Regions from separate parts of the Anas platyrhynchos genome. Here region 1 is linked to region 2. Evidence: chromatin contacts called from public Hi-C data. All regions are on one chromosome and are shown on one strand. Each heading gives the region's core, a stretch centred on a gene start, on an enhancer-like site or on the middle of the called end of the contact. The rest is flanking DNA. Distances are from core to core; before and after follow the strand shown. Region 1 has its middle 120 kb from the start of DYNLT2. Region 2 overlaps DLL1 (delta like canonical Notch ligand 1).

Region 1 (4,605 bases), core at 2,018-4,517, 170 kb after region 2:
TGTTCCATGAATGAACACAAAAGAGCCAAAGTTGGACTCATGGTGCCCAGAGACACAATCCCAGCTCATATAGGGAAGAACCTCATGTTGGAAAAGCATCTGCCTGTTAAGATACTGCAGAGTCTGGTTCAGGGTACTTTAAAGGGGATCAACCAGCTTTGGGGAATCTGCAGTTGTTGGGTGACCATTATTCATTTGAGGAACTGTTTCCCAAAATCCCGGGGTGCTCGGACTCTGGCTGAGACCAACTGCTTGCTGGGGAGCTGATAAGGGAAAAACTGCCTTTCTTCTGTCAGGCTAAAAGCATGGATGCAGTGGTAGATATAGTACATTGCTTGGTCTGAGAAGGCCCCACTACATGAAACCAGCACTTCCATGTCTGCTGGGGTTTATATTTATCAGGAAGGCTGCTCTGCTGCACTGCTAACCACTATGTGCGTTTGCATGGTGCTATTTGTGCAGGTGAAACATGGAAGAGGACTGGAAAAGGCTTGTAACGTGTCCCTAGGCAGTCTGTTGCCTGCAACCTCAAGTGAGCCCTCTACTAGTAAAAATGAACCATTGTGAGGCACTTCTGCCCTTCAGCTCTCCGTGGGAGTTAACATGAGTACTGTGCTCTCGCAGCGTATGCTTCAGGGTGAACTCTCCTCACCAACCATCCTCCCCCTCCCCTGTGGAGGACCACAGGAGGCATACCCACTGACCTCGATCACCAATTCACCTGTGTCCAGCTGGCATCGTCCAGGAATGCTGTAACAATATAATTTAGAAACTGTTTGGGGGTCATAGGCTGAGGAATTTTAAAATATTCTCTGAAGTGGTTTGTTCCGTGTGTTGTCCCAGTCATTCTCTTGTGGAATCAAGCAATGAGCAGCAAGAAATGAGTCTATTTTTCTTCCCTGCTCCTTTTTGTATGTTGAGCTAAATTAGATCTCTGTGCTGCGACTGGGCTATAAAAGGGGCTCCAATGCAGGCAGGGCAGGTGATTCAAAACAAAAGGCCTTGATTGAAGTGGTTACAATACACAGAACCACTAATGTTATTCTGGGCCATTCAGTGTGGTTTATAGCATTGTACAACAACAAACAAAGATGAAACTCACAGTGCTTAGTGACTCAAGATTTTTTTTTTCCCCAATTTATTTTCTCTCAGTCATTTAAAGAATTTATTTTAAAGGTTTGGAACGTTTCTGTGAGTTGTTTTTTCCTAGACCATTTTCCTGTCCCCAAAGCCCTTTTTATCAAAGATATCTTTGTAAATAACCTCTTTCTCTTTCTGTGCGCTTGGTTGTCCTGCCAAATTAGCTGTGCTGCCATGGAGACGTGGCATCAGCAATCCTTGTTCTTTTTCTGTAGGATTTCACTAGGCCCTTGTCTCAGGCCTTGACTGAATTAGAAAAAAATAATGAGATATTGAATGTAAATGTTATACTCTTAACATTGTTGGTAATGGTGTTGTAAACGTTGTAATATTTTATAGGGCAATTTGTCTTAGTTTTTCCCTGAATACATGTATCCGTTGTTTTTTTAGTTTATCCCATAATTTAAGCATGGTATCAATACATTTATTTAGCAAATAAGCTCGTTAGAGAGATAGTAATCTGTATATGTCTAAACAATGAAGAAGATAGATGAACCTGTAGAAATTAAGTCTCTTCCTTATTTATTTTTCTTTTTTGGTCTCCATAGAATATGCCATGGGAATTAGCAATATAATAATCACAGCCATTTTTTTTTCTTCCAAAAAAGGACAAAGAAATATCTCTGTTCTACCTATGGTTAGAAATGACACTCTTTCAAGACTTGCTGCATGTACAAGATGAAATACACTGTACTACTACGTACACATTTCTTGGTTCCTATGGACTGACAATCCTACAGAAGATGTTATTTCATCAGGGTAAGGACACAGTTATTTCTTCAGAAAAACTGTAGATTGCCATTTCCTGATGGAAAAAGACAACCCAAAACCACCTCTGCCAAAAATTTCCCAACAAGCTCCAGGTGGGAACTTTGTGGGGAGGAGCCAGGCATTTTAGCAGGTTTATATGGAAAGTTTGGAAGAGTTTCCTCAAGATAAGGCTTTTTGGGGGGAGACAGAGCAAATACAGAGGAAGTGATTCCTGTTCACACATTGCACTGAAAGGCAGATGCCCTTCCCAGTCCCAAGTTACCCAAAGATCTTTGTTAAATTAAGTACTTTCTCATCTGCATCCATATGCCAGTGACAGGACTAATAAGGAGCAATGAACATCATCGTGAGAGCTGACAAGTACTTAAGCAGGAGTGGAGTTAGATAATGAGATTTTTTCTCAGGTGTTTTCACTCCCCTAAGGGAGTCTCAGGGGAAATTTTGAATGAATTAATGTGAAAAAGGCAGAGCTACGTTTTGAAATTTCAGATTTCCAGGAATATTTTTCACATCGCAGTGTCAGCTTCCCCTTCCTCCTCAAAATATGCCAGATTGCTGGCTTTTTACCAGAAACAAGCAATAGAAATAATAATAATAAAAAATCCCTAAGCAACTTCACCTCTTCCCTTGTCCCCCTAGCTGACACTGTATCTGAAAAATAGCGCAACGTTCACATTGAAGCCTTTGAGTTTGCACAATCACTTCCCCTTATGGAGATGTCATCTTATGGTGTTGACCCCTTTCACAGCAGCTGGAAATTCCCCTTGTGCAGATACCTGTACAACCCCTTCACTGCAACCCTGCCAACTGAGACAAGCTGAATTTGTTTTGCAAATCATCATTCTCATTGCTAACGAGAACAATATAAAGAGTCCAGAAGAGTGAAAGTTAAGAAAGTCCCTCTGAATTTACTTCCTTGAGTGTCCCTTACAACATGCTGTATGAGAAAGGGTGATCTCTAAAGCAAGTGTAATATCTTGCTGAAGTTCCTTGTCTGAGCGGCACAACTTACAGATGGGCATTCCATTAACTGTTTTGGGGCAATACTTGAAACGGTGCCTAAAATGGTTCCTCAAAGGCCTAGAAGAACATTTGTCTTTAAATATCTGACAGACTTACAGGTACTGATTGAACATTGGTGCAAAGCTAAGTTATGTTGGCTGAAGTCAGCGGTCTAGCACTAATATGATGATATGAATTTTAAAGCCACGAGCTGACAGAATATTTCTAACACCGGAGAGAGTTTTCTGCTCCAAGATTGACTTTACTGTTCACTAAGCTTCTCTATACATCCACAGGATCAAGAATCCCCATGCCTTTTATGTAACTTTAACCACAGATGACTCAAACTTGACATTTGGGGGTGGTATTTTTTTCTCCATGTAGACACAGACTGAGCTCTGTGTGTTGGTCTTTCTGCTGCTCAGTAGCAACATCTGCTGGCTATTGAGGACCGGCTGTATTTTGAAGGAAGTCCAGTAAAACACATCTGGCTGGAGAACAGTTGAACATGCTTGTCTACACAGAGATCTTGAACAACATGTTGTTGAGAGAAAATTAGGTGCTAGAAGTAATTATGGACCACATGTTGGTTGACCTGGGGTAGACCACTTTGGAGTACAAAGGAGTTCAAGACTACTGAATTTGTGGTCCTCCTCTGGCTGAGACCACAAGGAGAATAAAACATTCACCATCATTTGTTCTTCACAGCTACATCCCTTGGTGGAGTGAGAGCTTGCAACTGTGACAAACTGCTAAAAGTGAAGTAGTTTAATTCTAGAGAGAAGGGTTTGTGAGGCAGAGGGGAAGCTCTGTCTGTGTTTTTAGCTTCTAGGACTGACTTCCTCATATTCTAGCCCTATGAAAGTAGGTTATTCCAGGATAAATGGTACATTGCATTGCCACCCTCTTATTTGAACAGATTTTCTTGCACTCACGTCTCAGCAATGACACAACAAATGTGATACAACTGCCCAGGCTCTGTCACCACAATAGTTATGTCCCTCTGGCTTATGACTCCATCGTTTTAAGAAACCCTTTTAATTTCAAGTGTTTTTTGCCTCTAAAATGGCAACAGAGGGAAGCATACTGATGTCCTTACAGAAAACAGAAAAGACACAGAAAAACTAAACTGAGGATTCATGTTGAAACATTATAGAACATCTGGAGGTGTTCAAGATAAAAATGAATATTTAAGGCTTCATTGCAGCTATGATGTTGGCAATCTTATATCATGTGTATAAGGCAATCTTAGATCTTGTTAAGTCAAAAGATGTTGACTGTCACTGTTAGTAGGACACAGTAGTACCTATTCTGGTATTACATGGGCCAGTGGAAGAAGCAAGAACTGCCTTTCTTAGGAAGCTGAAACAGTTACAAATACCATCTTTCATACATGAAAATAAGAGACACCATCATGAAAAACAAAGGCAATCTTTTCAGTGACATTTTAATAAATACTATGCTGCTCAGTATGGTTTGCATTAGTCTTTCAAAAGGTTCTGGAGCTGTTGAATCCAAAATATTTATAGAAGAATATATATATTTTTTTAATTTATTTAAAATGGTGATTTTCTTACATTTATATGTTAAGAGAGAATTTTGGAGTTCAAATGAATTCTTGTTGTGCACAGTTGAAGTTCAACATGTAGCTAAACCTCAGCAAAATCAATGTTTCGCAGGTTACTGTAACAT
Region 2 (4,814 bases), core at 664-3,163:
CCTTGTCTCCGCAGGGCACCTTCTCGCTCATCATCGAGGCTCTCCACACGGACTCGCCCGACGACCTCACCACAGGTACCTTGTCCCCCACGGACCCTTCCCCAGGGCCACCCCCTCGCCAGGAAGGCACGCAGCCCCCCTCGCCCCATCTCCGCGGTCCCCATCCCACCAGACACCCTCTATGAGCATCCCCCTGCCCGCTGTGGGCACCCTGATCACGCTTCTCCTCTCCCCACAGAAAACCCCGAGCGCCTCATCAGCCGCCTGGCCACCCAGAGGCACTTGGCGGTGGGCGAGGAGTGGTCCCAGGACCTGCACAGCAGCGGCCGCACCGACCTCAAGTACTCGTATCGCTTCGTCTGCGACGAGCACTACTACGGGGAAGGCTGCTCCGTCTTCTGCCGCCCCCGGGACGATGCCTTCGGTCACTTCACTTGCGGAGAGCGTGGCGAGAAAGTCTGCAACCCGGGCTGGAAGGGCCAGTACTGCACTGAGCGTGAGTGTCCACCTTCGTGTCTCCCCGTGAGCTCTCTGGGAGGTGTTTCCCTGACATCAGGCCCCATGGGAGAGGGGGAACCGGGCTGGAGTGCATGGAGGGCTGGTGCTGTGTGCAGGCTTTACTGGTGTGGGGGACAGGGGGTCCTCAGGCTTACCACAGAAAGTTAGCTCAGGCAGCTCCACCTCGAGCTCATAAAATGTCAGTGCCAACACCACACTCTTGCTCATTCACTGTAGTTGTCAAATCTGGTGGCAGAATGCTCAGCAGTTGCTTGAAGATGTGTTTAAATGCATCAGGAGTCCCTTTTACACCTAGCCACCCCTTCAACCTCGGTACACTGATACCATCATTATGGGGTACGGGGCTCCAGGAAAGGAAGCTAGGCCTCGGCAACATCTGTGTGGAAGGCCTAAAGGTAGGCTTGTAGCTGTCTGCTGTCTTGCCACCTTGCACTGAAAAAAGTAGTGGGAGAGCAGAGAGATGCCCTGTGGCCTGTAGGATTTCTCATTTGGTGTACTCACACGCTGACAGAGCCACTGACAGAGGCTTTTCACCTGGAGCCACAGGTCAGCTTCCTCCCCATCGCTCTCCTGTGACATTGCCATGTTCATTGCTACTGACAGAACAGGACAAGGGACACGAGTTTTAAAGTGAGCCTGATCCTGAAACTGTTCAGGAATGCAGTGTACTGATACAGCAGGAAAAGCTGGGCTAGTGAGTAGATGACAGAGAGGACAGATAGCCAGAGATGTCAGGTACCACCGGTTTTTATGAGGTTACCCCCCTTCGCAGACACATAGCAGCATACAGGCAAACATACAGACACAGAGCTCCTGCTGCGGTGTGTGATGGCATTCTCTGTTTGTGTGCACACATATGTCTGAAGTACACTGGCAGATGATGCACTGAGTGCTCCCCTGCAGCCATCAGAGGGCCAGGTGGGCTGAGAGAAAGCAGCTATAGTCTGTAAAGCAGCCTCTCTGTTTTCTGTATTTTTTTTTTAAGCCCACCTATACTGTGGTCTCAGCTGAGCTGCTATCGAGTGATCTCAGATTGGTTATTCACACTGTCAGTGGCTGCTGAGATGCTTTTAGCAGTTCATGGCACGATGTTGCACAACAAACAGCAGGCAAAGGGGCTTGCATTTCCTTTGATAGCGTTTTAAATAGGATCTACAACCTTTCCCATGATCAAAAGTGCCTATCCCGGTTATGTCAAGGGGTGGGGAAAAAGGAAGCATTTTGATAATGAGCTCTTTTGGGGCTGTCAGCACTTTCGGATGCCTGTGCACTGCCGCTCTTCCCCCAGCAAAGCAGAACGCTGTCCATCTTTCTCGACTCGTTGTGCTGTGCGTGCTGCTCTGCTTTCCATCTCAGAAAACACAGCACAGCAGCAGCGCAAACCCGCTAGGCGCTGGAGCTGTGTTTATGTGTGCATGCGAAAAGAATGTTTTCCTGTTAGCAAGCCGAGCTCCCAGTGGCAGATTGCTTCCCGTCTACTTGCCCTCGGCTCCATTCTTTCCAACTTTGAGGCGATCCGATTATCAGCACTGATTCTTTCTCCCCTCCACCCCCCTTCCCCTCGCATGCCATTGTCTCCGGCTGGCTTTGTTGAATTAAAACTTTGCAGTGCCTGCTTAATGAGTTCCATAACCAGGCGAAGTAATGAGCAGAAGTCCCTTTTCCCCTCCCCTCATCCTCCCTCCCGCTGGCCCGCTTACCTCTTTACCATGCCCGGACCCACCCGCCCCTGCTCCGAGCGGGGCGGGGAGGGGGGGGAGGAGGGAGGAAGAACTTTAGACTTATTTATTTGAATAAGAAAAAAAGTTTTTGCAGCGAAATCACGCGCGTGCCATAGATTAGCTGTGGGCAGGGATAGGCTGCCCGGCTGCCGGCACCGGCCCCATTGGCTCCAGGGCCGGGGGTATTGTTGCAGTGGGGCAGCTGCTGGGAGAGAATAGACAATAGAGCAGCTGTCTTGCACTGGCACCCTGCACACCAGCTGTCCACTCTTATCTGCACACACACTTTCGGGGGATATTAAGAGGTGGAGCTGTGTGCATAGAATTGGAAAAAAGGACTTCTGACCCTCGCTGGGAAGGGAAGGGGGGCGAGGGGCTGCGGGGAAGGCAGCAATTGTGAGCCCTCTTTTGTCTGTGTGCAACTGTATTAAGAAGAATGCTCATCCCTGGCGATAAGTAAAGTGCCCAGCTACCAGGCGAGATCAATACTCCTGCAGGCTCCAGAGATTAACTCAGCTGCTATTAACTGCCCGGACCTAGCAAAAGGGGCTGGCTCCCCACCCACAAGGTGCTCTCAGGAGGGGACTTTGAAAAGGGAGGCGTTCGGCCCTGGAGCTTATGCCTCTCCCTTCTTGGTCTGTTTACAGCGATTTGTTTGCCTGGATGTGACGAGCAGCATGGCTTTTGCGACAAACCTGGGGAATGCAAGTAAGTTTTCCACTCCACCCCCCCCCCCCTTCTTTGTCTTTAACTTCAATGCTCTGGTGCTAAACAAGCCACCGGTCCTTCGAGGGGCAGTTTAAATGCCTTTCTTCATATTAGATGGTAATTCGAGAAATCCAGGTGATGCCAGATCAAAGTATTAATCCACAAGTCAAACATCAGTGCCATTTATATTAACCTAACAAGTTTACAGTGCTGTGTGTAAGGTTTAGCTGTTTGTTATTAGAGTAAACAAATTAACTACCTGCAACTGGGGCTCTGTCTGAGGAAGTGGAAGAAATAGCTGGGACTGATGAAAGCTGATGCTACGGTTGGACTCGGTGACTTTCTCAGATGAAGGATCACTGAAGGCTTTTAGGAAACTTGATCCTTGGCATCAGTGTGTTTGCAGAGTTTGCGATAGGGTTTCCAAATGTGAGAAGTCTAAATCTGACGAGACTTTGTTGTCAACTTTTTTTTTTTTTTTTTTTTTTTCAGATGCAGAGTGGGTTGGCAGGGGCGATATTGTGATGAGTGCATCCGATACCCAGGCTGCCTTCATGGTACCTGTCAGCAGCCGTGGCAGTGCAACTGCCAGGAAGGCTGGGGTGGCCTTTTCTGCAACCAGGGTAAGTTCTCAGTCCTTGCCTGAGGACCTGTCTTAAAATGCAGAAAGCAGGCTGCTATTTCCAGCTCATCTGTGCTAGCCTAACCTTGCAAAGGAGCAAGTATCTTGACAGATTTCTCTCTCTTTTTTTTTTTTCTTTTTTTTTTTCCAATGTTTTACAGACCTGAACTACTGCACCCACCACAAGCCATGCAAGAATGGTGCCACATGCACGAACACTGGTCAGGGGAGCTACACTTGTTCTTGCCGGCCTGGGTACACAGGCTCCAACTGCGAGATTGAAATCAATGAATGTGATGCCAACCCTTGCAAGAACGGTGGAAGCTGCACTGTAAGTCTCAGTCACTTGTGCTCTATGAAACCCCAAGGGGCGAGTTAATGTCAGTTCTACTGATTTTCAGAATCCATTTCTGGATCTCACAGCAACTTCAGGTAAATATTTTGAACATTTCTCATGTCTTTCCCCCAGGATCTCGAGAACAGCTATTCTTGTACCTGCCCACCGGGCTTCTATGGTAAAAACTGCGAGCTGAGTGCCATGACCTGTGCTGATGGACCATGCTTCAATGGTGGGCGATGCACCGACAACCCCGACGGGGGATACAGCTGCCGCTGCCCACTGGGTTATTCTGGGTTCAACTGTGAAAAGAAAATTGATTACTGCAGTTCCAGCCCTTGTGCTAATGGTAAGGCCAAATATAATACAGTGACCTTCTGAAAAGAGATCATCCAGTTGCTTTGGCTACTGGTCTGGAGTGAATAATAAGGCCCAGTGATAAACCACGGGCAATGTCATATCAATGGTTGACTTGGTGGAGGAAGTGTGCTTAAAAGTAATGGTGTGGCATGGGTCACTGCTACAGATAATGTTTTCTTAAGGGGTCACTGTGGTGGGGTAACTTTGCCTGAAGCTTCATGCATTAAACTGTGGAGGATTATACTTCTAAATGATGTATAGCACTCTCTGGCATCTATGGATACGAAATGCCATATTAATACTAAGTATTATTATTACTTATAATCCAGCAATAGTAATCTTCTTGCTTTGACTAATGTAGTGAAGATTTTCTTTAATGCAGTCCTCCTTATTCAGTGCCACTTTACCTCTGTAATGTGAGATTGTGGTGTGAACCTGATCTGGACTAGCTTCATTGTCCCAGCTAAGTGAAATGTCAAAAAGGGAATAGAATGGTGAATAAAAAATAGATCCTATTAAGTAATACCTTCCTTTAAAAAAAAACACA

What was found. A called contact is a pair of places that touch in the nucleus more often than the background predicts.
Region 1: a Hi-C map of subcutaneous adipose tissue shows a contact between it and region 2, with 2.6 times the contacts expected there. The contact joins two enhancer-like sites. A contact is called at or near these places in 2 of 8 Hi-C or Micro-C datasets (liver and subcutaneous adipose tissue).

What each region holds. Positions count from the first base shown.
Region 1 is chr3:45,611,419-45,616,023 of IASCAAS_PekinDuck_T2T, forward strand. No RefSeq gene overlaps it. Among named protein-coding and RNA genes, the nearest start is that of DYNLT2, 120 kb to the right of the region's middle. Within about 2 kb of position 3,268, at least 1 of the 8 cell types and tissues checked has an H3K27ac peak or open chromatin away from gene starts, as enhancers often do.
Region 2 is chr3:45,438,563-45,443,376 of IASCAAS_PekinDuck_T2T, forward strand. DLL1 (delta like canonical Notch ligand 1) reads left to right here. Exons shown (of 12, transcript XM_038176672.2): 4 at 15-75; 5 at 239-496; 6 at 2,888-2,948; 7 at 3,441-3,571; 8 at 3,732-3,901; 9 at 4,040-4,256. Among named protein-coding and RNA genes, the nearest start is that of FAM120B, 4.0 kb to the left of the region's middle. Within about 2 kb of position 1,914, at least 1 of the 8 cell types and tissues checked has an H3K27ac peak or open chromatin away from gene starts, as enhancers often do.